Regions from separate parts of the Mus musculus genome. Here region 1 is linked to region 2. The links are chromatin contacts, called in public HiChIP or PLAC-seq maps. All regions are on one chromosome and are shown on one strand. The core of a region is the stretch at or near the end of the contact, and the rest is flanking DNA. Distances in the headings are between cores, read along the strand shown. Region 1 holds the start of 4930423B08Rik (a long non-coding RNA gene). Region 2 has its middle 65 kb from the start of Gm33035.

Region 1 (4,080 bases), core at 999-3,498, 360 kb after region 2:
GGTGGGTGGATGCATGGTTGCATGGATGGATAGAAGGATGGGTGGGTAGGTGGGTGGATGGATGGGTGGGTGGGGGGTGGGTAGGTGTATGGATGAGTGGGTAGATGGATAGATGGATGGATGAATGAGTGGATGTATGAATGGATGAGTGAGTAGATGGATGGTTACGTGGGTAGATGGATAGATGGATGGATGAGTGGGTAGATGGATGGATGGTGGAGTATATTGGTATATAGATGTGTGAATAGACAGATGAATAGGTGAGGGAGTGGACAGGTAGGCGAACAAGGATATACAAACCATCACACAGGTAGATGAAGAACTAAATAATGAACTTCAGAGTATGGTAGATGCCAAAATTTATTATAGTTTAGGTAATAAAAATAGTTTTGAAAGATGATGTATAAATACACTTGGTATAAGTACAAAGTCATCTTGGTGTGCTCCTGAGAAGGACACTGCAGCCCTGTCACGGACCAGAGCTCCACACAATGGAAGGCTATAAACAGCAGGCGGCATCACATGAGGGTTTTGCAATAGAAGGTTCACAGGACACAACTGTCTCCATCACTCAGGGTTAAGCTGTTTGGAAATGGAAACAGTCATGCCCTGTGTATTACTTTATCCAAAAGATGCCAGGCTCCCTGCATGGGCCCAGACCATCTATTGGCCTCTGTTTGAGGCAGGTTGCCAGGATCCTTTCTGCCAAGGAATTGCTGCAGTCTTTCCAAATAGGGAGTGAGCCAGTTCAGCAGATGTATTCTTGTTTGTAAAACTCTCCGAATTTCCCCTGATCAAGTGGGAAGGCCTATGCACACTGGCTCTGAGGACAGTGGGGGGACACTCAGTCATAGGCCTAGACTGCATTCAAGGGTCTGGTTCCAAAAAGGCCACCTTCAGTGGTCCCTCCAGGGGAAACCTGGAGGTCACCTGGGACCCTCTAAGACATTGGAGCTCAGTCTTCCTAACGCTGAGACCCTTTGATACAGTCCTCATGTCTTGGTAACCCCCTAACATTAAATTATTTCATTGCTATTTCATAACTGTAATGTTGCTACTGTTGCGAATCATAATGTACATATCTGAGATGCAGGATATCTGATATATCAACCCTTGAGGTGAGAAACTGACTCTCCATAGAAACAATAAGCCCCCAGGCCAGGCACCATGTTACTGTTAGGTTTACTGTCTTGGGTAAAATGGCATAGTAACCAGATGTCGTGAAAAAGGGAGCAAACCAATTCTCAATAGCAGGCAAACTGAGGCTTGGAAAGTCATTTCCCCCGTGAACCAAAAAAGCATCCAAAGGCCTCTCCACGGCCAGCCTGCAGCCAGCCCTCTTCTCCGGCTTCCTGCTAACAAGCAGGGTTACCTGTTATATTCTGGCAACAGAACCTTTGTGTATGGGTGGTCCTGTTCCCCCAATTGGTTCTTGGTCTCTCAGTAAAGACGCCATGGGCCAATCACTGGGCAGGAGAGATAGGCAGGACTTCCAGGTCCCGAGAGGCAAGGAGAGACCAGAGTTCCTGGTGCTTCTGATGAAGAAAAGGTGACCAGCCCCGTGAGATCTTGGGTGGAGCAGCCGTATGTGACCACTCCCACAGGCAGGGAAGTCGGAAGTGATTAAGTAGGATGTAACTGAGCTACTAAATCTGAGGGCAGGTGGAGAAGTGCGGAGATAAGAATATTGATGAGGGCAAGCTTTTCCTGGCGGGAGATAGTATCGCCCAGCAATTGTATCAAAAGGCAGATTGAAATTGAACAACTGTGTGTCTGTGTCTTTTATCTGTGGATTCCTGGGAAGCTGGGTGGGGGCTGGTAGCGCTGCCCATTCCCGGATCCTGGGCAGGGTAGCAAAAGCTACTTGCAACACCTTTGACTGGAACTGAAGGTGAGACACTCAGACAGACCTGGCCACCACGTGTTTAAGCTGTCTTCTCCTCTCTGAGCTTCGCGTGTTATTGTCTTCAGATCGTTTGTTTGAAAACAGAGCTCATGTTGGCTTGGAATTCATTATGCTCCTGCCTTGCTAGTCATACAGGCCTGTGCCACCTCACCGAGATTTCAGTTACCTTCTGGATAGAGCCTGGACCAGTTGCGGAAGCCACAAGCATCGCCAGCCATCTTGGTCCCTGGATGACTATCTGTATTCAGTCACTAAGCTGTCTTTTTATGGCCCAGTGCTATGACTACAGAAAAAAAAAAAAAAAAAAAAGGAAGACACGCCCATTGTGAGGTATTTCCCATCATGCCTTGCAGCAATTAGCCAACCCTCAACAAGGTGTATCAGGCCGTCGTGGAGGGTCCGCTCACCTGCCTCAAATGTTATCATCATAAATCATGAGCAATTCTCTTCTCAGTCATCAGATCCAAACAGACCTCACTGGCTTTGGAAAGCTGGCCCGGTAAGCCTGTCGCAGGGCATTATGTGTGGCTCAGCAAAGATGCAGGACAGGATTGGTAAACTCTGAGCGCTCCACGACACTCAACATGTGTGTTCATTCATAAGACAGATACATTTACACTGTGCTGCCAATAATCCTAGCATGATTTAAACATAACCCTAATAAGAGAGGGATTAAATCTATACATAAAAGTTAATGAAAACGTGACATTTCTCCTTATAACATTTAGATTGTCTTTCATACCCCTTGCGGGATGCTATTCATTTAAGCCCTGGAGCCTCAGCTTTCTGGGGTGGAAACCTTGTTTGTGGAGACATGACTGGTTTCAAGGAATAATGGAAACCTCTTGGGTAGCTTACACTCAGGCAACACCTTTCGCTGAGCTATCTCCAGGTCCTGTCCAGGTTGCAAGTGTGGACTGTGTGTTATCTGACAGTGCAGACTCCAAGTCTGTTGCCAGGGTAACCAGACGACGAAAGCTGTGGGGTGGAATAAAATGTTTTATTTATCTTGTTTTCTGTTAAAGCTAGCAGAACAGCCCCAAGGGGTGTGCTGGGTCACCAATGGTGACTATTTAAGGATGAATGGATGGCTGGATATATAAAGTCATTGTTAGCCCACAGGAAAACCACAGCTAAGATGTCATTCTTAGGCAGGTGTGGCCACTCAAACCAGTAATCCCCGGACTCTTACGGAGCTGAAGCAGAAAGATCATAATTTCAAGCCTAGCCTGGGTTATGGAATGAAAGCCTTAAAAACAATAATAAAATCCACAAAATAATTCCCTTCCCCAAACTCTCCATCACAGATGAGACTACTACAGCTCCCCTCAAAGGAACACGCAAGAGAGCAAAACTAGCCGCAAGTGCGAGAAATTGCTGTTATTAAGTAGTGCATGATTATTCGAGTACAATGAAGAGACGTGACATCATTCCTCACAAAGCGTCTACTCTACTCTTAAAAAAATAAAACAGAAAGCCAGGCTGGAGACTTACACCTATCATCTCAGCATTGCAATTATATTTTGAGTGCTGGGCCTTCCTGGACTTCAGCATGAGATCCCGTTTCAAAAATTTCAAATACAAGGGTTGGAGAGACAGCTTAGCAGTTAAGAGCAGAGCACAGGCTGCTCTTGAAGAGGACCTGAGTTCAAGTCCCAGCATCCAGTGGCTCACAAAGACCTATAACTCGGGGCTGGCGAGATGGCTCAGTGGTTAAGAGCACTGACTGCTCTTCCGAAGGTCCCAAGTTCAAATCCCAGCAACCACATGGTGGCTCACAACCATCCATAACGAAATCTGATGCCCTCTTCTGGAGTATCTGAGGACAGCTACAGTGTACTTAAACCTATCATCTTAAAAGACCTATAACTCCAGCCCCCCAGAGGGGCCACACCCTCTCCTGGCCTTCAGCCACGCCCTCTCCTGGCCTTCAGAATATTGTGCTCACATTCACATACCCACACAGAGATACCCGCACATAATTAAAACACAAACATTTCTTAAAATATAAATACATAGTGCGCATATATAATTAAGAATAAAACATTTACATACTTAGCAGAGGAAATTAAAAATTGGTTAAATTAAATTACATCAGCATACCCCATTGCTGCCACCAATGAACTCAGAGCTACAGGCACCTATGGCCATCTACCAAACTCTCACTTTTCTAA
Region 2 (4,056 bases), core at 354-2,853:
CAGGGCTACACAGAGAAACCCTATCTCAGAAAACAAAAACAAAACAAAAACCAAAAAAAAAAAAAAAAAAACCAAAAACAAAAAACAAAAAACAAACAAAAACATGTCTCTCCTGCCTCATTCTCCTGAATGCTATAATTACAGGCAGGTGCTACCACATTCTGCGAATAAGTACCTTTTCTTTACTAATTAGACTATAGCAACAGTTATAGCAACACAAGATGAACTAAATCAGGTATAAAATGTCAGGCTGCTTTTGTGGATTATCTCTTGTACATTGTCAATATAGCATCATTAATGTGTAGCCACGCCAGATAGACAGGAACAGGAAAACGTACAGAGACATTTCCAAGGCAAGGGCTACTGGAGTGGCTCATTTATCAGCTGAATTCTTTCCATTTAAAAAGACTTGCCAGGTAGGGATTTTTTTTCAAATACTGATTTGATGAGCTAGCGAATAGAATCATATTTATATGACAGTGAATTTTCTAGGTGGCAAGGACCTGAGACACACTTTTTTAAAATAGCCAGATAAGGGGGAAAAAAATCTTGGTGTGCACAATTCACACTTGAAGTGATGGCTCTGTCTTTGAAACACCACGGAAAGCGAGGTGTTTAATGTGTCTTCCAGACAATTACAAAGCGTCCCTTGATCAAAACCCTCTGCGAGCAATATTGACAAACCTGCCCAGCCACGGGAATCTCCTAGAGAGAAAATGATCTATGAGATTACCTGCTGGCGGGTTCATGGGTCAGATTGTCAATATCCAGTGAAGGATCATAGAAATAAACATTCAGGGCTCGCTGTGCTGACGTCTGTATTTATGGTGCTCAGAAGGCAGTTAGTCAATCAAAACCAGTTAGAGCAATTACAGTTTTCCCCAGCTAAATGGGAGAGAAAGAACCCGAACTCTGTGTGATGAGACTTCAATGCAGCAAGATAATCCAAAATTGCTTTTTATTCATGTGGAGGGAATTCAGTGCTACTTTATCTTGTCACTTGTAATTGTCTGATTAAATGAACACCACGGAGATGTATTAATGTAATGAAGTCAAACACTCAATTAGGTTTTATTTTCTCTCCCATTTTTGCATTGTTTGGCATTCCCGCAGGATCAGAAGTACAATGGCGCTCTCCCTATTGAGTTGAGCTCCTTCGTAGTTGGCAAATATTTATTCTTTTATCTATGTTTCAGCTGGCACTGCAATGAATGGGCCCCCATTTTCCCCCTGTCTTGACTCCTGTTGTCACACAATATATTGTGATGTTGTTGAGCATAACAGTATTTTAGAGATGACATAAATCACTAATGCAAGACAGCCTGTGCTGAATTCAAAGAGCGAATCTCTTTGAAGGAACAGAAAACGTGTAAAGAAAGGGTGATGCCCAGAAGGGGCTGGGATGCCTGCAAGTTGGCACGGAGCTTGAATACACTCCACTGAATGCTGTGACGAATCGTAAACTTCCTGAAGGGTTAAAAATAAAGATCCAGAGAAAGAGCGTCAGCCTTTGGGGCCAGTACCCTTACAGTGGTACACAGTGAAGCTCCTAAGGAACTGCAGGGCTTCCAGATTGGAGATCTCCCTCCAGCTACTGCATGGCTGTCTAACTTCCTGTGAGTCACTAAGTCACTATGTTTTCTCATAGTTGTCACAGAGAAGTAAAGCTAGCACAGGCCACTTAAGAAAAGGAGCGTCTACTCTGACTCCCAGCTCCAGGGGAGATAGGTCATCACGCAAGCACCGCCTTAGGAGTGAGAAGTCAGCTGTTCACATTGTCTGGACAGTGAAGAAGCTCAGAGAGCAAGGGGAGAGGGGCTTGCTTATAAAACTTCAAGGCCCACTTCTACTGTTGTATTTCATCCAGAAAGGATCCGCCTCCAAAATGTTCCACAATTTTCCAAACGGTGCCACCATCTTGAGTACCTAAGCCAGTGGGAAAGATTTCACATTCAGACTGCAACATTCCCTGTGGTGGTTTGAATAGGAATGTCCTGCCAACCTCCGCCCCCCCCACACACACACACACCCCACCCCTGCTATAGACTCATGTGTTTGAATGGTTGGCCCATCAGAAGTGGCCCTACTAGGAGGTGTGGCCTTATTGCAGGAGGTGTGACCTTGTTAGAAGAGGTGTGTCACTGTGGAGGCGGGCGTTGAGGTCTCCTATGCTCCACCTAAACCCAGTATGGTACACAATCTGCTGCTGCTGCCTGTGGATGAAGATGCAGAACTCCGAGCTCCTTCTCCAGCACCACATCTGCCTGGACGCTGCCATGCTTCCCACCATGATAATGGACTGAACCTCTGAAACTGTAAGCCAGCCCCCAATAAAAGTTTTTCTTTATAACAGATTCCTTGATCGTGATGTCTCTACGCAGAAAACAAAAACAAAAACAAAAACAAAAAGCTAACTAAGGTATTCCCTAAGCCTCTATTATCTTACCAGTACAATGAAAATGATGGGTAGACCCTCCTCACATAACAGGACTTTTAAATCACGAAAGTCCCACAAGATGTTAATATAGTAGGCATTCAATAATGTTGGTAATAATGTTATTATTAAAATAGTGATTGACATTCAATTCGAAGCGTCTTAATTATGTGTTCCATGTGTGAAAGAAAGTTGGTAGTCTCAGAAACAAACACATGACCACTGCCCTCAGGTTAGGATTCAGTTCTAAGCTTACCAATATTTTAAAGACTGACTGCACTGAATACCTAGAAGAAATGTTGTAAGTCTCCTTAATGGACACTGCTATCAGTATGCCTGCTACTAGAATCCATTATAAGAGGAAACAAGGAGGTCTTTTGAAAAGCTTTCCTGCATCGTTCTTTTGAACGTGCAACACACCAAGCAATAAGTCTTGCCTAATATGACAGTACATTTTTGCCTCTGCATATGTGCATGTATGTGTATGTGTGCTTGCATGTTGTGGTGCTGGTGTGTGAGTGGACGTGCATGTAGAAGTGTACAAATGCCTGTGGAGGTCCAAGGTTGACATCAAGAAACTCGCTTCACGGACATGTACCTGATATATTACACTGGTCCTGTGCCAGGTCGAACAGTCCAATGAGCGGAAAGTGGGGATGATTACAGGAAAGGCAGAAAAGAAGACTCAGAGGCAAAAGTTAGAAATTGGGAGGCCTGCAGGTCTCTACCACACCAGCCCTGAATAAATTTCTCATAGCCTTTATACACATTACTGTATCGTGGGAAACAAAGTCACATGAGACCATGACTGATGTCCATAGGATATCTATTCCCATCCAGACACCTCCCTATTCCTCCATGTTCCTTCCTCCAAGATTAATAGAACTTTCATCCCCTTGCCTTGAGCTTCAAGAATATTTCCTCTTATTGTTCCCCTTGCCTTAAGCTTCAAGTGTAGCTCCTCTTACCGTTCCATGAGTCAGCAGGCCAGGAAATCTGCCAACAGGCCCTGACTTGCCTTGACTCTGCCTGACAGGTGGGCTCTCACAGAAGCAGGCAAAAACTGGCTCCTGACAATATATGTATATGAGCCTCTTGCTGAACCTGGAACTCTCAGGTTTGACTCTTCTGGCTTCTCTAGGGATTCCCTGTTTCGGTCTCCCTCACTCTAGGGTTGAGAGAGGATTGCCTCTACCACCTGGCCTTTATGTGCGTTCTAGAATCTGAATTCTACCCTCAGGTTTTTGCAGGAGGCCTTAGCCCACTGAGCCATCTCCCTGGACCCTGGCACAGTCTCCTGAGTCTCTCTTGGCTGCCACTGCATCTCACTGACACATTCCTAGCCCACTTCGGAGCCTTTGCTTCTGTGTGGTCTAAACTCCTCACTCCCTGATTCCTCTTCCTAAAGTCTTACGACTGCCCCAAGTCTCAGCTCTGGTGGCATCCAAACTGCGAGGGCCATCTGCAGCTCCTACGTTATCCACAGAACATTCTAAAGCAATTCCTCTTTACACGTTATATTTTCCATTTGGACCTTAAATATTTTTGTGAGTTGTATTGCATTTATCTTTCTCCAACTCAACATATAGACCTTGAATTCAAGAGCCAAGATTAGTATTGGG

Evidence for each region. HiChIP or PLAC-seq counts read pairs in DNA pulled down with a chosen protein or histone mark.
Region 1: a contact with region 2 is called in an H3K27ac HiChIP or PLAC-seq map of trophoblast stem cells, with 5 times the contacts expected there. The contact joins the promoter of 4930423B08Rik here to the enhancer-like site in region 2. A contact is called at or near these places in 2 of 484 Hi-C or Micro-C datasets (B cells and the HL-1 cell line) and 1 of 115 datasets of contacts at active chromatin or transcription factors (trophoblast stem cells).

The regions. Positions count from the first base shown.
Region 1 is chr10:69,326,013-69,330,092 of GRCm38.p6, forward strand. It overlaps 4930423B08Rik (a long non-coding RNA gene), which reads right to left and starts at 2,249. Exons shown (of 2, transcript XR_380547.3): 1 at 2,073-2,249; 2 at 343-582.
Region 2 is chr10:68,967,293-68,971,348 of GRCm38.p6, forward strand. No RefSeq gene overlaps it. Among named protein-coding and RNA genes, the nearest start is that of Gm33035, 65 kb to the right of the region's middle. Within about 2 kb of position 1,604, at least 12 of the 459 cell types and tissues checked have an H3K27ac peak or open chromatin away from gene starts, as enhancers often do. A contact at or near this core is called in trophoblast stem cells, where this site is marked.